2 separate regions of the Mus musculus genome follow, and region 2 is linked to region 1. Evidence: chromatin contacts called from public HiChIP or PLAC-seq data. All regions are on one chromosome and are shown on one strand. The core of a region is the stretch at or near the end of the contact, and the rest is flanking DNA. Distances in the headings are between cores, read along the strand shown. Region 1 has its middle 23 kb from the start of Gm25528. Region 2 has its middle 47 kb from the start of Gm23176.

Evidence for each region. HiChIP or PLAC-seq counts read pairs in DNA pulled down with a chosen protein or histone mark.
Region 2: a contact with region 1 is called in an H3K4me3 HiChIP or PLAC-seq map of embryonic limb bud, with 4 times the contacts expected there. The contact joins two enhancer-like sites. A contact is called at or near these places in 3 of 484 Hi-C or Micro-C datasets (adipose-derived mesenchymal stem cells and embryonic fibroblasts) and 1 of 115 datasets of contacts at active chromatin or transcription factors (embryonic limb bud).

Annotation. Positions count from the first base shown.
Region 1 is chr9:87,862,657-87,868,116 of GRCm38.p6, forward strand. No RefSeq gene overlaps it. Among named protein-coding and RNA genes, the nearest start is that of Gm25528, 23 kb to the right of the region's middle. Within about 2 kb of position 2,780, at least 4 of the 459 cell types and tissues checked have an H3K27ac peak or open chromatin away from gene starts, as enhancers often do. A contact at or near this core is called in embryonic limb bud, where this site is marked.
Region 2 is chr9:88,066,291-88,071,155 of GRCm38.p6, forward strand. No RefSeq gene overlaps it. Among named protein-coding and RNA genes, the nearest start is that of Gm23176, 47 kb to the left of the region's middle. Within about 2 kb of position 2,256, at least 15 of the 459 cell types and tissues checked have an H3K27ac peak or open chromatin away from gene starts, as enhancers often do. A contact at or near this core is called in embryonic limb bud, where this site is marked.

The DNA of each region.
Region 1 (5,460 bases), core at 1,530-4,029:
AACAGCTAGCTGTCCTTCAACTGGAGAATGGGCAAGGAAAATGTGGTACATAAGCACCACGGACTGCTACTCAGCTCTAAAGAAAGGACTGGAAATCACCAACTTTACAAGTAAATGGGTAGAACTAGAAAAGTTCATATTGACTGAGATAATCTCGACCACCAAAGACAAACATCACGTGTTCTCTCTCACTCGATCCTCCTGGCTCTAAATCTTCAGATGTGAGTATATGGAGTAACTGCAGAAACCAGTAAAGTAAAAAGCAATCATTGCTAGGGTAAGGGGTTGGAGAAGCAATAGAGAGGGGCAAAGCAAGGCACAAGTGATTGGACCAGAGAAACAGCAAAAAGGAGGCTCTAATTAGGGAGACAAGGAGATACAGAAAAAGGAAGGAAGAGGGTAAAACAATATAAGGATGTCTGAAAAAGTCATAGGGAATTAGCTACTTACCTACAAAAACCCCAGTAATAATATAAGTCTGTATAGAGTTTCAATAAAATTTTCTCATATAGGCTGACAATGCTCCCTTCAGGATCCAAAGACCATCAAAAACAAAACAAAACAAAACAAACAAACAAACAAAAAATTAAACCAAACCAAAACCCAACACCAAACATGAAAACCTTTTTTTGGGGTTGTTAGGTTTGTCCTAGAAACTGCCTCCAATGGTACAGGCTTCTGTCACTGACCTTGGTTGCCTCTCAGAGGTGCAAAGTTAAGTCCCTACTGCTTAAGAAACCACAGACTTCAAACACAGGGTCCAAGGGCACTGAGCTTGCATTGACCTGAATGCTTCTCCACTGAAAACTAGCTTTCAGCTTTCATGGTATCAGGAAACACCATGTAAACCTCCAAAGGAGGGAAGCAACCAACAGTCCTACCCAGCTCCAATGCCTATAAACCATAACAATTTCCAGCACAGCACAATAACCTTAAGGATGCAGTAGTGGCATACGTATCTTGGCAGTAACCAACAGCTCTCTAATTGGACCAGCTCAACAAGAAAGAAGCTACACCTAGCCTATGCCCCAGAGGTAGTGAAGTCACAGATCTTTGAGAAGAATCTACAACCCATCATTTAATCAAATCAGCATAATCCCTAACTACTTCCAAATATCTGTTCCTATACCCATGGATAAGCAGTTCTCATCCCTCATCAAGGAGGCTTCTTTGACAATAGAGACCATTACAGAAAACTATAACCAATCAAAATATAAAGTTGTGAAGCCCAGTCCCAATTAATCTACAAAACACTTCTGCAGATATTGTAAGGTCCAGAGAAATGGCATTTTCTGTGAGGCTGTGTCTCCTAGTAATGTCAGAGGCAACACCCATAAAGTCTCACCAATATGACTGCCTTAATATGAGGCAACCAGGACAATAGACATGTTAAAGCAGGTGAAAAAAAAAGCCATATGGGTTTAATTGTACATAGACACACACACACACACACACACACACACACACACACCATACAACAATTCTGAGAGTAAGAGAAGTTGTCTACCCCAGGGAAGAACACACTGATTTGTTATCCAATCCCAAATGGTCAGCCCTGAAAACATACATACAAGTGACATTATACAGACTGAGCAAGTTATATTTAGGAATATATATGTATATACATATAGGTGTGTAACAACAATTACTGAAAAAAGTCATGAATTTGAAAGAGCAAGGGATGGTTTGGAGGGAGAAGTGGGTGTAATTATATTATAATGACAAAAAAAAACCCTATGCAACATCCAGGTCAATATCATATAGAGGAAGAAGAAGAAAAACTCTTTCTTTTAAATGATAAGATGAATTTTCCAACTCAGATAACTGCCATTAAATTATTTGATGTCAACTCATATCATGTGTTTAGTTATGTGTCAGCCATCTTTGTTCTCCTGGAATTCTCTTGGCCTTAGATAAAAACTGGACCATCTTTTTAAATACCCTTATTTTCTGTGGGCAAAATGCTGAGATGTTCTTGTTACCAGGTAAACAATATGCACTGACTTTTTTTCTCTGAATTTAAGGAATAAATAGATATACTGTTCACTCCTAAATGACAGGTGAATTATAAAACTCACTCTTTCCTTCAGATATACAAGCTTAAAGACAGCTTTTAAAGAATGATTTTATTTGGGTCATGCCCTCACATTTAGCCTTATCAGAGCCTAAAGGGATACAAGTAAAAAGTAAGGAATAAAATCCACTTTACCATCTAAAAATATAATTTACTCATTATTTCTCAATGACTTTGCTACTCTACAATCTTTTAAAAATAGAAAATTCCCTCCGTTTCTAATAAGATTACCATTTAAGGGTGTATGTGAGAGTGATAAAGGTCTCTAAGTGTGACTAAGGTTCCAATCTTGTGACATGTGGAATAACCTATGTAATTATACTCCCTTTACACTTACAGAAAAGCCCAAGTGACTGTAATACATGCTAACTTAATCTCAGCCACAGAAAATGTGTTTCTGATTTTCAAATTCGGCAATTCTTCAATAAAAGTTGTTGCACTTCGTCTGATCTATTCTCAAAATACGGAAGTGCTTGAAGTCCGACCACCTGCAATAACAGATTACTGCTCTCTAAAACACTGCTGTACACCTACGATGCGGAGGCGCAAAGCTCTGCTTAAAAAGATCTTTGTTGCCTTTTCTAAAAGAAAGAAGTGGTCCCAAAGTAAAGCCGGTTTTCAGCAGCCTCCCTGCTCCCAAATGCAACTGGCATCAAAGTCTAATGAAAACCTGTTTGCGGACACTGGATCCAGTCCAAGGTACACCATTGGCATATTCCAGACCCCCTGGGATGTGACTCATATAAAAAAACACAGGGCTGTCATCGGATGGCTGGTGGCTCAAATAAATCAAATTTACTTTGAAAACTGAGGCATACCAAAATTTTATTAGGTGAAACTTTAGCATTTCTTATAGCCAACTTGCACATATATATTTTTATTACTTACAGCAGTTAAAAGGTATGCTACCAATCATATGCAAAACAAGAAAAAAGGTAGAATACCTTTTTCTAAAAAAACAAAACAAAACAAAACAAAACTGGGCAGTAGTAGAAACCACCATTAAAAAAAGGTCTCTGAGTAACTAGTAATACGTGACATCATGAAGCACAGCCCTTAGCTCACATCCGTCACAAACTCAATGGAGCAGATATCTTCAGCACCTCTCCATCAGCAGATTCCATGACTGAAAGAGTGGCTTTCTACCCAGTGGTTATCGTTTGCTAAGACCAGCAGCCATCCCACACTTCATAGGATGATGACAATGTTTGTAAGGTGCACTTATGAGGAACAGACATGAGAATACTCAAGTTCTTGATCTATAAAGGGTTGATATTTAGGCTTCAAAGGTATTTTGCTGTCTGCGCCTCCAGCCACTTTCAAATTCTAGTTGTTAAGGTTTTAGGAATATCCATTCCTTTCTTCCACTAACTATGTGAAAATGCTTTATGTTGAATATTCATTTACCTAGAAAATGTTAGTTACTTACTAAGAGCACAAGCAGAAACAGTCCGTTATTCAACTAATTATTTTCTGAGCTAATTAATACTCATCTTTCATCCATTCATCTTTCTATAATTTTTCAATATATAAAAATTGTACACATTTACAGGAAACATGTTGTTTCAATGCATGTATACATTGTGTAAATAACACTCACTGTTGGGGTCCTACCTATCATATTGTGAAGGCAGTAGCTGTAACTGTCCTTAAGCAGCAACTAAGTTGAGAGTTTTATGTGAAAAGTGTGAAAAACTACATCTTCATTTAAGTACACACACATACACACACACACACACACACACAGAGAGAGAGAGAGAGAGAGAGAGAGAGAGAGAGAGAATCTTCAAAATATTGAGAGTTTACAATATTAATTAAAGAATATTTTCAAATTATAAAATTATGCTAGGTCATACATAATTATACAGATATTAAGATATACTCTTAAGCCGGGTGTGGTGGCACATGCCTTTAATCCCAGCACTTGGGAGGCAGAGGCAGGCGGATTTCTGAGTTTGAGGCCAGCCTGGTCCACAAAGTGAGTTCCAGGACAGCCAGGGCTATACAGAGAAACCCTGTCTTGAATAACATATATATATATACTCTTAAAAACTGTCATATATTTTAAAAGAATTTTTGGTATTTTCTTTTATTCTCTTAAAAATTTTGGAGAGTTTTATATCAAATATGTAAACATGAAAAAAATTCTGAAAAATTTTCTCACCCTCATTTCTCGTATTTTAGATCCATTTTTACACAGATTCTTTATTTTAATTATTCTTTGAAGAGTCAACAGCCCCCTTTCTCCACAGCTCAGGGAGGGTAGCAGTGGTTGGCATCACAGGAAAAAGCTCTTCTGGATAACACTAGTTCCGTTTTTTTTTTCTGACTGAGCATAAGCAATCTCCAAGTAAAGGGTTAAGTCAGTCATTTTGATGGAGTGTATCCATAACTTGAGGAAGTCACTCACTTTGAACACTTTGACTTCCCCATGGTCGGAGCAGAGAGCATTTCATGTGAAATGGCTCCGTGATTTTCACACATAGAAGGAGCCTCAATAAAATCTGTGAGAAAGGAAAAGCAGAGGGTTTTGGCCCTGGAACACAGGGGAAGAGAGACATCTGCAATCAATGAACAAGGAATCATTCAAGGCTTATTACCTGCTGTGCGAGGTGCTGCAACTATGGAGAATAGAGGAGACATGTAAAAATGTTTTCCTGTCCTTAAATTGCTTCCAATTCAGCTGAGGACAAAGAAACAAATACAGAACCATCTCAGCAGCTATCCAAGATAGCAAGGCCATCATGCCCGGAAGACAGTCACACACACGCTGATTTCGTGGACATGGCTCTGTATGAAATTCTAAAAGGGCGATGATGTCACAGGACAGGAGTGGCTCAGAGCAAAATGCCGAAATTGGTTTCACCTGTGTCAGAATGTATCCGTGCCCGTTTTTCTCTCCATCTGAATAGATCTTTCCTCTGAATACAGGACTGGCCTTAACCTCAGAGTTTAAAGTTCTTGTTAGAATAAAAGTAATAGAGAAAATCAGAGACAAATGGAAAAGATGGAAAAATATGTTCTCCATCTTTGACAATACCTCAAGGTCAGAAAAAAAAAAGGCACTAGCTAAGGGAGCAGAAGGCCATAAGTGGGAAAATCACGAGTGAGCTCAGAGACCTGGCAATTGCAAAATCATTAACTGAAACCATGATGAGACGAAACTCTGCCGTGGAAATGCACAACAGTGATTGAAAGACCGGCTGCCAAAGATCAGGGGAAATAAAGATATTTGTTCACAGATAATGGGGATTTGAATCTGTGCAGACACTTTGGAACGGACTAGGCAATATATATTAAGAGCATAGGCATATGCAAGAATCCCGGAAGCTAGCCAGGCGTGGTGGCGCACGCCTTTAATTCCAGCATTTAGGAGGAAGAGGCAG
Region 2 (4,865 bases), core at 1,006-3,505, 200 kb after region 1:
CTTTGGGACCTAGAGGTGCCTATTGTTAAGTAGTCTATCTAATCTTTATGGGATGAGTGGGTGAAAGAAAGAACAAATGAATGACCACCTTCCAACTGTAGTACCAACCCATGACCTAACCTTATATTTTCAAGATGAATGTAATGGTACCAGTGACCTTCTCAGGAAGTAAAGGAACTTTTATTGCTAGCCTGATGACTTGAATTTAATAACAGAACCAGAACCTATAGGGGAAAGAAAGAGTCAGCCACTATGAGCTGTCCTCTGACCTTTCACATGTGGGTGCACACACAGGAACACACACACACAGGAGTACACACACACACACACACACACACACACACACACTAACAATAAATAGTTTTTAAAAGATTAATGCAACCAAAAAAAATTCCACTTGGAAGTGATTTTATAAAGAAAAAATGATGCCAGGCAGTGATGGTATATACCTTTAATGCCAGCACTCAGGAGGTGGAGGCAAGCAGAGCTCTGTGAGTTCAGGGCCAAACTTGTCTATAGAGCAAGTTCCAGAACAGTCAGGGAGAAACTGTGTCAGAAAGAAAGAAAGAAAGAAAGAAAGAAAGAAAGAAAGAAAGAAAGAAAGAAAGAAAGAAAGAAAGAAAGAAAAGAAAGAAAAAAGAAAGAAAGAGAGAAGAGAAAAGAAAATGTCCTTAAGCAAATATTGCCTAAACAAATGTTACTATATTTTAAAATAGTATTGATTAAGAAAAACAATAAGCTATATTTACTTTGAGAATAGTGATTTATCTCTCAAGCACCAATTTTTACAAAATAAACTGGGCAATCTTCAACTATAGACAGTAGCCTTTCATTTTCTTATAACATTAAACTGAGCTTGCTATGCCAATAAGGGTGTTTATTTTTGTATCTTCAATTTTAGAGAGGAACAGTGACTCAGCACTTGAATGGCAAGAGGAAAGGGAAAAAAAGTAAATGATGTCAAATATCGAATTACTTCGACTGCCCCCTGCTCGTGTTATTAGAAGAGGTTTTAAAAGCTGAGATCTTCTTTCAAAATCTCAGCGGTGACTTTATAAATACGTGGTCATGCACGTGACTACAAAACTCCAGTTGTGATCCTCAAGAGAAGTATAGCTGTGACTGAGATCTTATAATTTTTCAGATCCTGCCCGCAGTGCAGGAAATGCTGCTTAAACGCTGTGCTTGACTTCCTTACAGCGCTTCAGGGCCTGTTTAAGACTTAGGACTCTTCGTCTTTCAAACCAATTTTAAGTGACTGAACAGTAGTGACAGGATATGGTACTGAAACTGGAGGTTTTAATAAGAACATAATTCCATAATAATGAGATATCTGTGCTTTCAACATTATTACTGTTCCCTTTATTTATATTTTTAGTTAAATCTTACTTTAAATACTGGCAATACTGCAACCAATGAAGTTCATTCAAGGAGTAATTATTGCTATTGAAAAACAGTGAAATTGTGATGCTCATGTTCCATTTTCAAAAGGATGTATACATATATTATTAATTTAGATTTTGGGAGTTGTTTGGTTTTTTTTTTGGGGGGGTTGTTTGTTTGTTTTTTGTTTTTTGGGTTTTTTGTTTTTTGTTTTTTGGGGGTTTGTTTGTTTTTGGTTGGTTGGTTTTTGTTTTGAGAGGGGTTGGGCTTTTTCTGAGATACAGTTTGCAACTCACTCTGCAAACCAGAATGGCTTCAAATTTGTGGCCCTTCCCCTATACTGCCTCCCAATGATGGAATTACAATCAGTGGACACAATCATGACTGGCTAGATTTAGACTTCTTTTTAAGTCTGGCTGTTTTTAGACTTAAAAGAATGATAATGGACATGATTTTTAATAATTTTTGGCTGCTTGTAAGGAGATAAGGTCATTATATCCAATCTTGCTGGGCTTAAAGAAAAGCAGTTGTTAAATGAAATACAATAAGAATATTTAGAAACTTTAAGAACTAAGAATGGAAAGTAAGTTCCGTGAAAGGATGGATTAATCTGGGCTATCCAAGGTCAAACTGTAGCTAGAAGTAGTTGGACAGCCTAGGCCAGGGTTGTGTGTTTGAATGCTACATATACTGACCTTAGCATAGGGCTATGGTAAAGGAGAGGCCAGGAAGACATTTCAAAACTCCTGTCAAGAGTCATACTTGCCGCCTTGGGCGAAAACCAGCAACAGTTTGCAGGAGGAACAGAGCACCGCACATACTCTAATGGGGGGCAAGGGGGACACTTGTAACCATAACCACGGGCTTTCACAGATCTTTTCATTTCGGCTCCGGCTGGAGCTGAGGTGAGAGCTGCAGCCCGTAATGTCAAGGCAGGGAACGGTTGCCCTCAAATCAAACCCAAGGAGATTTTTCTATTGTGTAAGAAGAGGGGGAGAATTCATCAAGGTAAGAGGCAACTTGGTTTAATTATGGGTCTTTTAATGTCTTTTCATAATCAGTTAATAAATACCTAGACAATAAAATCGAATTTAAGCTTTTAATAGGCCACGTTGGCTTGAACCTAAACAACTGGAATTATCGGCTCCAAGCATTGTGCGACGAAGGGCTCCCTGTTCTGTGCCAGGAGAAACAAGGCTAGCCAAGGGTGTTTTTTCTCCGTGCCTCCCCATAATAAACGCTTGTAATATCCCCCCCCTTTCTGGCGAGTAGGACGCAGATCTTATTTATCACAGTGTGAGACACACCTGGCACATGGATCAGGAAACAGCTGTTTTACTTCATTTCTGTCATCACCTTCCAACAGATTTCTTTCACATTCCAATTTGGACCGGAGGACTCGACTTTTTCTCCATAAGTTCTCCATTAACAGATTCACAGCAGAAGGCGCCATTGGTCCGTTTCCTCTCACAGCAATTAATTACCCAGAGCGGCGTGTTTTGACTGAGAAGGCAGCAGGCTGCAAGTCACCAGCCTTTACACGCCTCTGTGAGCGACGTCTTCATCCTCAGCACCAGGCATTTTGCGCCTTCCGAAGTAGTGAGCCACTGTGCAAGACAGCTAGTTCCTCCTCGCCAGGCCAAGTCCATCCTAGGGCCAAGGATGCTGTCCCAGTGCTAAGCTCCACTCGCCTAGACTTCCTCCCAGGTTCGGCCAGATGAAAGGCACCTTTGCTTTCCGAATTAGTGAAGAGCCATCAGACTTGGTCTGAGGTCTGTGAGCTATGGCCCAATAAACCTTGAAAAGCTTGAATTACACTATAACCCACAAAAATTTTCAAATTAAAAAGGCATATTTAGAGGCCCCCCGCGGATAGTGATTTTATTTAGTTTAATTCCCTCTTGTGGCCAATTCTGTAGACACCCCTGAACACGGGCCTACACTCCCAGGGGAAGAAAAAGGAGGTTAGCTTCGGATCTGGGGGAGCAGAGGCAGTACATCATTCCTCAAACAGAGAGAAAGTATTTCCCCGGCTGTTCTGTGAGGAGCCGTCTTTCGAAATCAATGAAAATGTATGTAAGACAGAGTTTAAGTTCATTCCGCTTCAGTGTCCTAAAGTCATTTTTCAGAGTTTTTCCCCCAGCTTCTGCCTAATTCACCCTTAACGAATTGTCAAGTCGGAGAATTAAAGTTATAAATTTCTGCCCTGAGAACCCAGACTACACGTTCAGCTAGCTCCCTTCAATCATCTTCCCGTCTGAAGGACTTCTTTGGCTGCGCAGGCGCGGTTTGCGTTTGGTTTTTAATGAAGTGACTTGTACACCTCGTGAGCACTTTCTTATCTCCTCTTTACACAGAGCTCTGCTTGACCCAACAGACCCCTGCTCCCAAACTTGTTTCAAACTTCTCTCCATGCTCATGACTGCTCTCTCCATCAGAATTGCAAAACTTGCCCCGTTCTCATCTGGTGGCAAGCTCCGTGTGCACCATATGAGAAAGGAGTTAATAAAATGCACATTGGAAATATAAAACAAGGTCAGGGGCGACGGTTTGGCTGAAGGTCTTTCTTTAAATGTGGAAAACAAAAGAACAAGATTGTTTTAGCAGTTGCAGCTGTCAGGAATAGGCAGCCGAAGTCCCAGCTACCTGTTCACGGGACCCTCGGAACCACGGGTCGTCTCTCTAACCCAAGCCTCTCTCTGAAGGATTGGCGTCCCACTTTGGAAAGGCTAGGTGGAGACAGAAGGAAGTCCCCATTCTGCCCCTAAAAGGGCCACAGAGATTGAAGGAACAAAGCAGTGAATGAAATCAAAATCAAGCCGTGGGTGCTCGAGCCTGCACAAAACTCCAGGCCCCGGAACTGACTGGAAGTCCCCAGTAATGAATGGCGTTACTGTGTGTGCTGTGAAACCCACCCGGATCGGATGCTTGTAGGTAGTAGGTTTTTAAAAGTAAGTGCTTAAAACAAAAATTCTGCGGTTGGGTCCATCAGATGCCAACCGAACTGGAAGAAAGAAAACATTGTCAGCAAGCAACTGCTTGCCACATAAGACCTCGAGCATACCACTAGGCAGACTTGCTTTCCTATTGTACTGACTGGTTACTTTGGCAATACTTAAGAGTGGAAAGCGCACAGTGAAACTCCATCAGGAGAACGTTATCATTTTCAAATGAAGATGAAAGAGAAAGCACTTAATAACTATGTCAGAGTTGATGATAATAGCCCACAAGCCCATTAATATGTGAGCATAAATTGGTTTATCAGAGTAGCCATGGCCCAACAAAATAGAAGACTTCATAGCCTTGATAAAGGACAAGACCGGGTCATCCAAACAGGAAAAGAGGGGCTTGCAGAGACAGACTGTGAGTGGGGGCAGGAGAGCCATTAGGACCATCAAAGCATCCACAGGCACCACTCCAACCAGACACCACCTCACCCCTCTCTAGTTTGAGTAACTTTCCCCCTTGAACCTTGGCTTCCT